Regions from separate parts of the Zea mays genome. Here region 2 is linked to region 1. A link is a contact called in public Hi-C data. All regions are on one chromosome and are shown on one strand. Each heading gives the region's core, a stretch centred on a gene start, on an enhancer-like site or on the middle of the called end of the contact. The rest is flanking DNA. Distances are from core to core; before and after follow the strand shown.

The links. A called contact is a pair of places that touch in the nucleus more often than the background predicts.
Region 2: a contact with region 1 is called in a Hi-C map of ear, with 2.6 times the contacts expected there. The contact joins the promoter of LOC100283734 here to the promoter of LOC542405 in region 1. A contact is called at or near these places in 2 of 25 Hi-C or Micro-C datasets (ear and tassel).

The regions. Positions count from the first base shown.
Region 1 is chr3:34,856,005-34,859,558 of Zm-B73-REFERENCE-NAM-5.0, reverse strand. LOC542405 (MFS18 protein) reads left to right here and starts at 2,129. Exons shown (of 1, transcript NM_001138443.1): 1 at 2,129-3,134. The coding sequence starts at 2,290. The coding sequence ends at 2,676.
Region 2 is chr3:35,123,249-35,126,677 of Zm-B73-REFERENCE-NAM-5.0, reverse strand. LOC100283734 reads right to left here and starts at 1,667. Exons shown (of 12, transcript NM_001156633.2): 1 at 1,347-1,667; 2 at 39-223. The coding sequence starts at 149.

The DNA.
Region 1 (3,554 bases), core at 880-3,379:
TCCCTCGCTCATGGTCGTCGTGAATTACGCAGAACAGAAGCATTAGTTAATCTACTTTCCTTTTAAGGAAAAAAAAGAAAAGAAAACAGGCACGCCACGCAAGCAAATAAGAACCTCTGATGCTGCTCCAAAGACGCGCCACAGCCACAGCCTAGCTAGTTATTAATTAGACCCCACTTCAACAGTAAAACACAATGACAAACTGATGACAGTGTACGTATCTGGCACGAAGCGCCAGAGTAAAAACGGCTCGGACTGATCCACCGGCGCCGCCCGTAGTACTTACACGCTTAACTGTCATGGCGAATAGCAGCATTACCATTCTAGGCTAACAGAAATGCAATACTCTCCAATAATGGCAAGTCATTGACGACTAAGTAGAAGAAAAATCTTACTATAATTGTGGCTATAAACTAAACACATATCTAACTCGGTGAAATTTGGATGTGAGCGTGACAAACTGTGACAAGTGAGACAAAAAAAACTTAGGGCTTGTTTGCAGGGTTGATCCTGACATTTTAGGGCCCTTGAGCGAAAGCTAATTTAGAGGGCCCTCTCATCATCCTCTCTATATATATGTATGTATGTAATATATATTTATATACAAAGTTTTTTAAAAAACATGATCATTGATCACAAATGATTTTTCAATAAATTTAGTTTTTAAAAGTTTTTTTAAATGGAAAAGTCACTGAGATTCAATATGCAATAGAGAGATTAGGATAAAAATCCATATCTATTATATTTAAAAAAAAATATGTAGCAGATAATACTCCATTTAAAAATCTCTTATCTTGGTCTTTTGCTCGCTTGGTGCCAAAGTAAAATAGATAAAATTCCGCTTTAAAATCCTATATAGAATATATTAATAATCAACCATTAGTTCGTGAGATTGAAAAAATATACACATATAATATAAGAACTAGTACAACATACACTATGGCTACAATCACCTAATGAACACACACTCAGCGCCTCGCCACATCGCGTTAGGAGTCTGCGACGATTTGTTTGCTCTGTGACTGCAATAGACTCATCGATTCGTTTCTCAGATTTTCAACAAGCTACAGCTAGCGAAAGGACTACCGAATAGTGTCTCAACTAAGACCAATTACTAAATATCCATAGCACATATCATATACTTATATTTAGTACATATTTGGGGGGCCTATACCTTCGGGGCCCTGGGCGGCTGCCCACCCCTAGGGCCGGTCCTGCTTGTTTGGCAGCAATGTTTCTCAAAATCATGGCTTTACAATACTATACTTGCAATTGTTATGATAATACCGTGGTTTTGATAGCTCCAAAAATAACATGGTTTTGACAAACATTGTTTGGATAGAACATTGTAAACCATGATATTAAGCAAGAGCTAGTCATATCATGAAAATACTTTGGATTGGAGTGGAGTTTTCAATACTCCAAAAATACTTTGGTGTCTACAAAACCATGGTTTTGAAAATATACTTTCCAGGAATGCAACTAAACATTTCATGACATAAAATACTATGGTATTAGCCAAACCCCAAAAAAAACTTCACTCCAATCATGTCCTTTATAGTACCACCCACCATGCATGTGTCACGCATGCATTGCAATTGCATGCATGCAGCCGTAGCTAGCAGAATGCCAATGTATGCAATGCAAGCTTCCACTGGAATTTCAATTTCAAAGGCATGCACTGCACAACCACAGCCCACAGCTAGGCGTCACCGTACCATTTATCAAACCGCGTCGAGATCTGAGAGAGAGAACAAAAAAGAAAAAAAAATCCGCCTTTACTTCGTCGTCTCTCCATGCACGGCGCCATGCATATGCATATGCGTCGTATGCAAGGCCAGCAAGGGTGGTGGTGGTGGCTGGTGAAGTGACCTGGGGAAATTTTAATGGCGGTCACAGGATGGCATGCAGTAAAGAGCAGCAGCAGGTACCCTGCCTCTCCTTTAAGCCAGCCTCTCTCCTCCTTAACGCCCGCCACCTACCGCGCTGCTGCTACCCCGCGCGGCCGCGCCCCTCTGTCCGACTGTCCCGGCCGGCCGATGAGCTCGCTGCGCCGTCTTCAATACCGCCCAGCCGTCTCCCCCGCTATAAAAGCACCTGCCTCGCCACCTCTCTCTCCTCACGATCACACACCACTCCACAGCAGTAGCAAGAGGGATAGAGCAAGGCCACACACACACACACACCACTAGGCTAGGTTAGCCTTTTAATCGTCGTCGAGAAGCAAGAAGGGCGCGCACGCAAGCAGGCAAGCAAGAAGAGAGCCGATCGACCGAGAGCTAGCACGCGATGGCGAGGTCTTCCAAGATGATGGTGGCGGCAGCTCTGCTGGCCTTGGCCCTGGCCGTGTCGACCGCCGAGGCGAGGAACATCAAGACCACGACGACGGAGAAGAAGGACGACGCGGTGGTGCAGCCGCAGACCTTCCCGCCCTTCGACCGCCTCGGCGGCGGCGCGTCCCCGGCGTTCGGCGGCCTCCCCGGCGGCAGCATTCCTGGCAGCAGCATTCCCGGGTTCAGCATGCCCGGCAGCGGCAGCAGCCTACCCGGGTTCAGCTTGCCCGGCAGCGGCAGCATGCCCCTCTTCGGCGGCGGCTCCCCGGGCTTCAGCGGCTTCGGCGGCATGCCCGGGTCGCCCACCGCCGGCTCCGTCCCCGAGCACGCCAACAAGCCCTGAACGCCAACAAGCGTGGTAGTAGAGTGGTGCTACTGTTACTGTAGTACGTCGTCGTCTTCATGCATGCGTGGTTCGTGGTTTCCCCTAGCTCCATACGAGCAGTAGTTGGGCCTTGCACGTACCGTACGTCTAGCTAGCTATATATATATAGCTTGTGTTCTACTGCCTTTTAGTTTAATTACCTGCCTGCATTGGAGAGTTGGATCTGTTTCATTTGGTGGTGTTTGCTTTACTATTAGGTCAGTATCTGTTTGTGGAGACTTGGTGTTTAATTTATTTAGCCGTTTGTGACTGGTTGTAGCTAGCGGTGGTGCGGTGGTGATGTTCTTGAGGCATGAATAATGCTACATGCATGTGATGTATCCATGTTTTGTGTGTGGTAAACCTGTTGTTTGTATAAGCTGTATGCATGGGTCTTTAATTTGTTTTTGAAGCAGGGTTCACGTTATTAATTTGTCACTACTTTGTTCGGTTCGCATCATTAATTTGTCACTACTTTTGTTTTGAGTGACTTTCGGAATCTCTGAAAAAAAAGGTCATTCCAACGTACTACACAAGTTAGGAAGCAAATGCAGCAGATAACATATGCAAGGCATATATATTACACACCCAGACACGAACGAAAGCATCAAACAGCTGGACAGTACAGTTTAGGATAAACTAATGAAGAACCATTTCAAACGAAGTGGGAAGAAAAATAGTCAATAATAATAAATTACGAGCAAGCTTTTAAGTCACGGACATGTCAGTGTACTGCTGCGGCAATTTAATGCTCTATATGTGGTGTAGTTACTGCTTATGTCCTCTGGGCTCTCGGATCCCTATCTAAACAAACCGTCGTCCGTGGAGACGAGATAAATCGATCAAACACGCAGTAA
Region 2 (3,429 bases), core at 418-2,917, 270 kb before region 1:
TACAGAAAGCCTGAAACAAGATGCCAATGAATCTTAACCTTATCATCTCTAATCTTTAGCTCGTTCATGTGATCTTGCAACTTTTCGGCACCAATGCTGGTGCTGCTGCTGTTCTTGTACCCAGAAGGGGCAACACCAGCTGAAGCCATCTCTAAAGAAAGCCAACGCGCAGCAACTCAGCTTTGCATCAACTCCCTCAACAGCAGTAGATCTATTGGGCTACCTGTAAGTGGATTAACAACCAAATTGATCAGAGGGATGGTTCTAGATATTGCAATGGCAGTAACATTCGCAACGGCAGAGGGTTAATGTCTAACGAGCTGAACTTTGTTAACGAGTACAACCCATCCGACGAATCTAGCTGAACTTAGTTTGTTAACGAGTACAACCCATCCGACGAATCTAGGTAAATGTAAGAAAATAGAACAAGTTCTTCCTAGCTTGAAAACACGGAATGGTCATGAGCCAAGCGTACAACCGACAGAAGACAGAGCACAGGATCACCCAATAGTGGACACATTGCAAGAACCGCTCACGACTCGCAAAAAGAAGTCATTCGTATTTGATGTACCATAGTTTAGCCATGGAAACGGAGGGCCTTCTTATCTTAACCCTCTTCTCTAAAGATTTGGCAGATAATCGCAAGGATACAGACGCTATGTTCATCCGCGAAGCAACGCTTCCCTTCTAAATGGTACTCCTATAACTTAGAATGGAAGCTCGCTGCATATGTCTCGCCGTCTCGGCCAGAACTCAAGCATATTAGGCAACGTTCTCCAAACTCTTGTGAAGTCAAAGCAAATTATCCTGATTAAGGACCCCCCCCCCCCCCCCCCCCCCCAAGGATCAATTCAGGGGCATTTCCGAGCCTGTAACAAAGGGGGACAAGCAAATCCACAAAGAATTGACGGATTGGGCACTAATTGGTGGATTTGATTTCCTATGGAAGCCTAGAGCACAACCCATGCACCCATATACAAGAGGAAAAGAAGTCATGAGATCCGCGGAAACGCTCCTCTCGGCTGACTAAAAACACGAACACAAACTGAGAAAGAGCGCATCTTTCAGATAACGATGCCAACTTCGTCAACACCACAAGAGACGCTCCAGAAAATGCCACTGACCCGCGCGAAGAACAGGCACAACCCGGCCGCGAACGGTGCGCGCCTCTCACCGGGAAAAGGCAGATCCCAGGAGATGGATGACCAGAGCTCCCAGAATCGCCAGCGGCGCACGCAAACATGGACCAAGGACGCCCATTCGCGGTCACAAACTAGCAACAGAGAAGAACAAACCGAAAAAACAAACAGCCAAATCTAGGAGCAAGAACAGATGGGTGTCCATACCTGTAACCTCCTCTTGTTGCCCTCCTCCTTCCTCCACCAAAGAAATCTATGTGTTCCCGTCCAAGATTTGGTTCCCCTTCTTTCGCCTTCTACCTCCTCCTCCTCTCTACCTCCCTGTTCTCTGGCTGCTCACTCTCCTACCCCTTTCGGTATCCGTTCTCCCACCCTCCCCCGTCTCTTCTTTTCGCTTGTCGGGACGCAGGCACAGTAGAATACTGCTCCCAACGCGACGCAGCGGCCAAAATGATTTGTGCCTACCGTGCCGAGGCCTGCAGTCAAAGCACCCACCACCACCACGCCCGCGCGCACTACCCGCCCGCCGATCCCTCCACTTTAAAGCCTGTCTCCGGCTAGTGCTGGCAATTGGGCCAGCAGTGCCGGTCCGACCCAAACCTATGGTTCCTTCGTGCTAAACAAGTTCAGGCCAAGAAAGTTAAAAAAAACTTTTAGACCGTATCGTGTCAGTCTGAAATGTAAAAACAGTGGTCTAGTCTGATCCTAAATCACGTCATGTCTTTGTTGAATCGTGCCGGCCAAAGCCCGACCCATTTATTTGACAATATAAAATCAAAATATTACAACTACATAAAGTTTATAGCTTAATAAATTAAAGATATTAAACAACCCTAGCATTATTTCACAACATACTCTAAATATCATAACAATATAAAGTCGGTAGCTTACTAAATTAAAGTAATTAAACAATTTGGACTACATTGGGTTGTGCCGGCCCAAGCTCGGTCCATCTGTACGGACCGTGTCGGGGACCAGCGGGCCAGAATTTGAGGCCCAACCTAGGCCCGTCTTCGGACCATGCTAGCCCGACTCATATTATTTCATGTCGGGTCGTGCTTTGGGCTTCTGTTTTCGTGTCATACTCGTGTTGGCCCAAAAAGCCCGTCCATATTCACAGCACTATCTCCGACAACAGACCAACAATATGACTAATACCCCGTTTGGACGGAGTTAGAAATTAACATCAGCTTTACAGAATTATATTGTTTGATTGAATATAAAATTAATATTTGGAATAAAAGACTCAGTTATCCGAATTGGACTATATCTAGAAATTCACTATCTCAATACAAAGCACTACCACTCTTTATTGCGTGAAATTAGACCACATAATTTTAAACTCTAACTAATATAATACTCGTGTGTTGCGATGGTACACAATCGTATTTCATGATATTGGTTAGGAAGGCGTACCCGCAATGCAATCAATGATTGAGCGAAGTAAACGAGTCATATGAATTCTCCCCAAAAATGCCAATAATAAATAAAATTAATATCAAAGTGAGCATATTGTCTATAGACCAGATATTAAATTGATAAAAATAAATATTACACTTTATTTTAGCAAAAAAGTCGAGAAAGATATGAGTTAAAAAGAATTCAATCCCTGTTTTTATAGAGCTCTCTGTAGCTCGTCCTCCTTCAGTTAACGGTGTGTTACTATATGTGTACGACTTCCTGTTATATTAGGCTCAGTGGCTTCTCACCATCTATATATGGTGTAACAGCCTTGATGACTTATAACTCAAGACATTGACTTCATATAAACACATGGTATGACTGTCGGTTTTAAAGATCCACAACATCTTCTACTGAACCTATGCCCTTTTATTTTCTCTTAGACACACACATTAAACACATAATTCATGGACACAATAATCTAATAGAGAAGAAAACATGCCTCATCAATTATCAAGCATAGGCCATGCATGAGTTGAGCGGTGTCTAGTATTGTCTTGCGTCATGCATGAGGGGTGGTTAATTCCGATCCAGCTACAAAAAACATATGAGCTAATGAACCAAATGCCTCGAACAACAGCCATCCATTACATATTTGTCGTCCATGTTTTGCATCGGAAGGCCACCAACCATCTCTATCTCGTTCCCAACTGGCCTAGCTCTGGCGAAACAGTACACGCTCAGCTTTGAATAGGCTACAATAAAATGCTCGCCAAGGACCCGTCGCAAGCACGCGACGGCTTTGTAGCTCCTCACTCCCGAGGAAGCACTTCTCCTAGCCGCTAGCAATGACTTGTGACGCTTCGTCTCTCTTCTCCGCCACGACGTT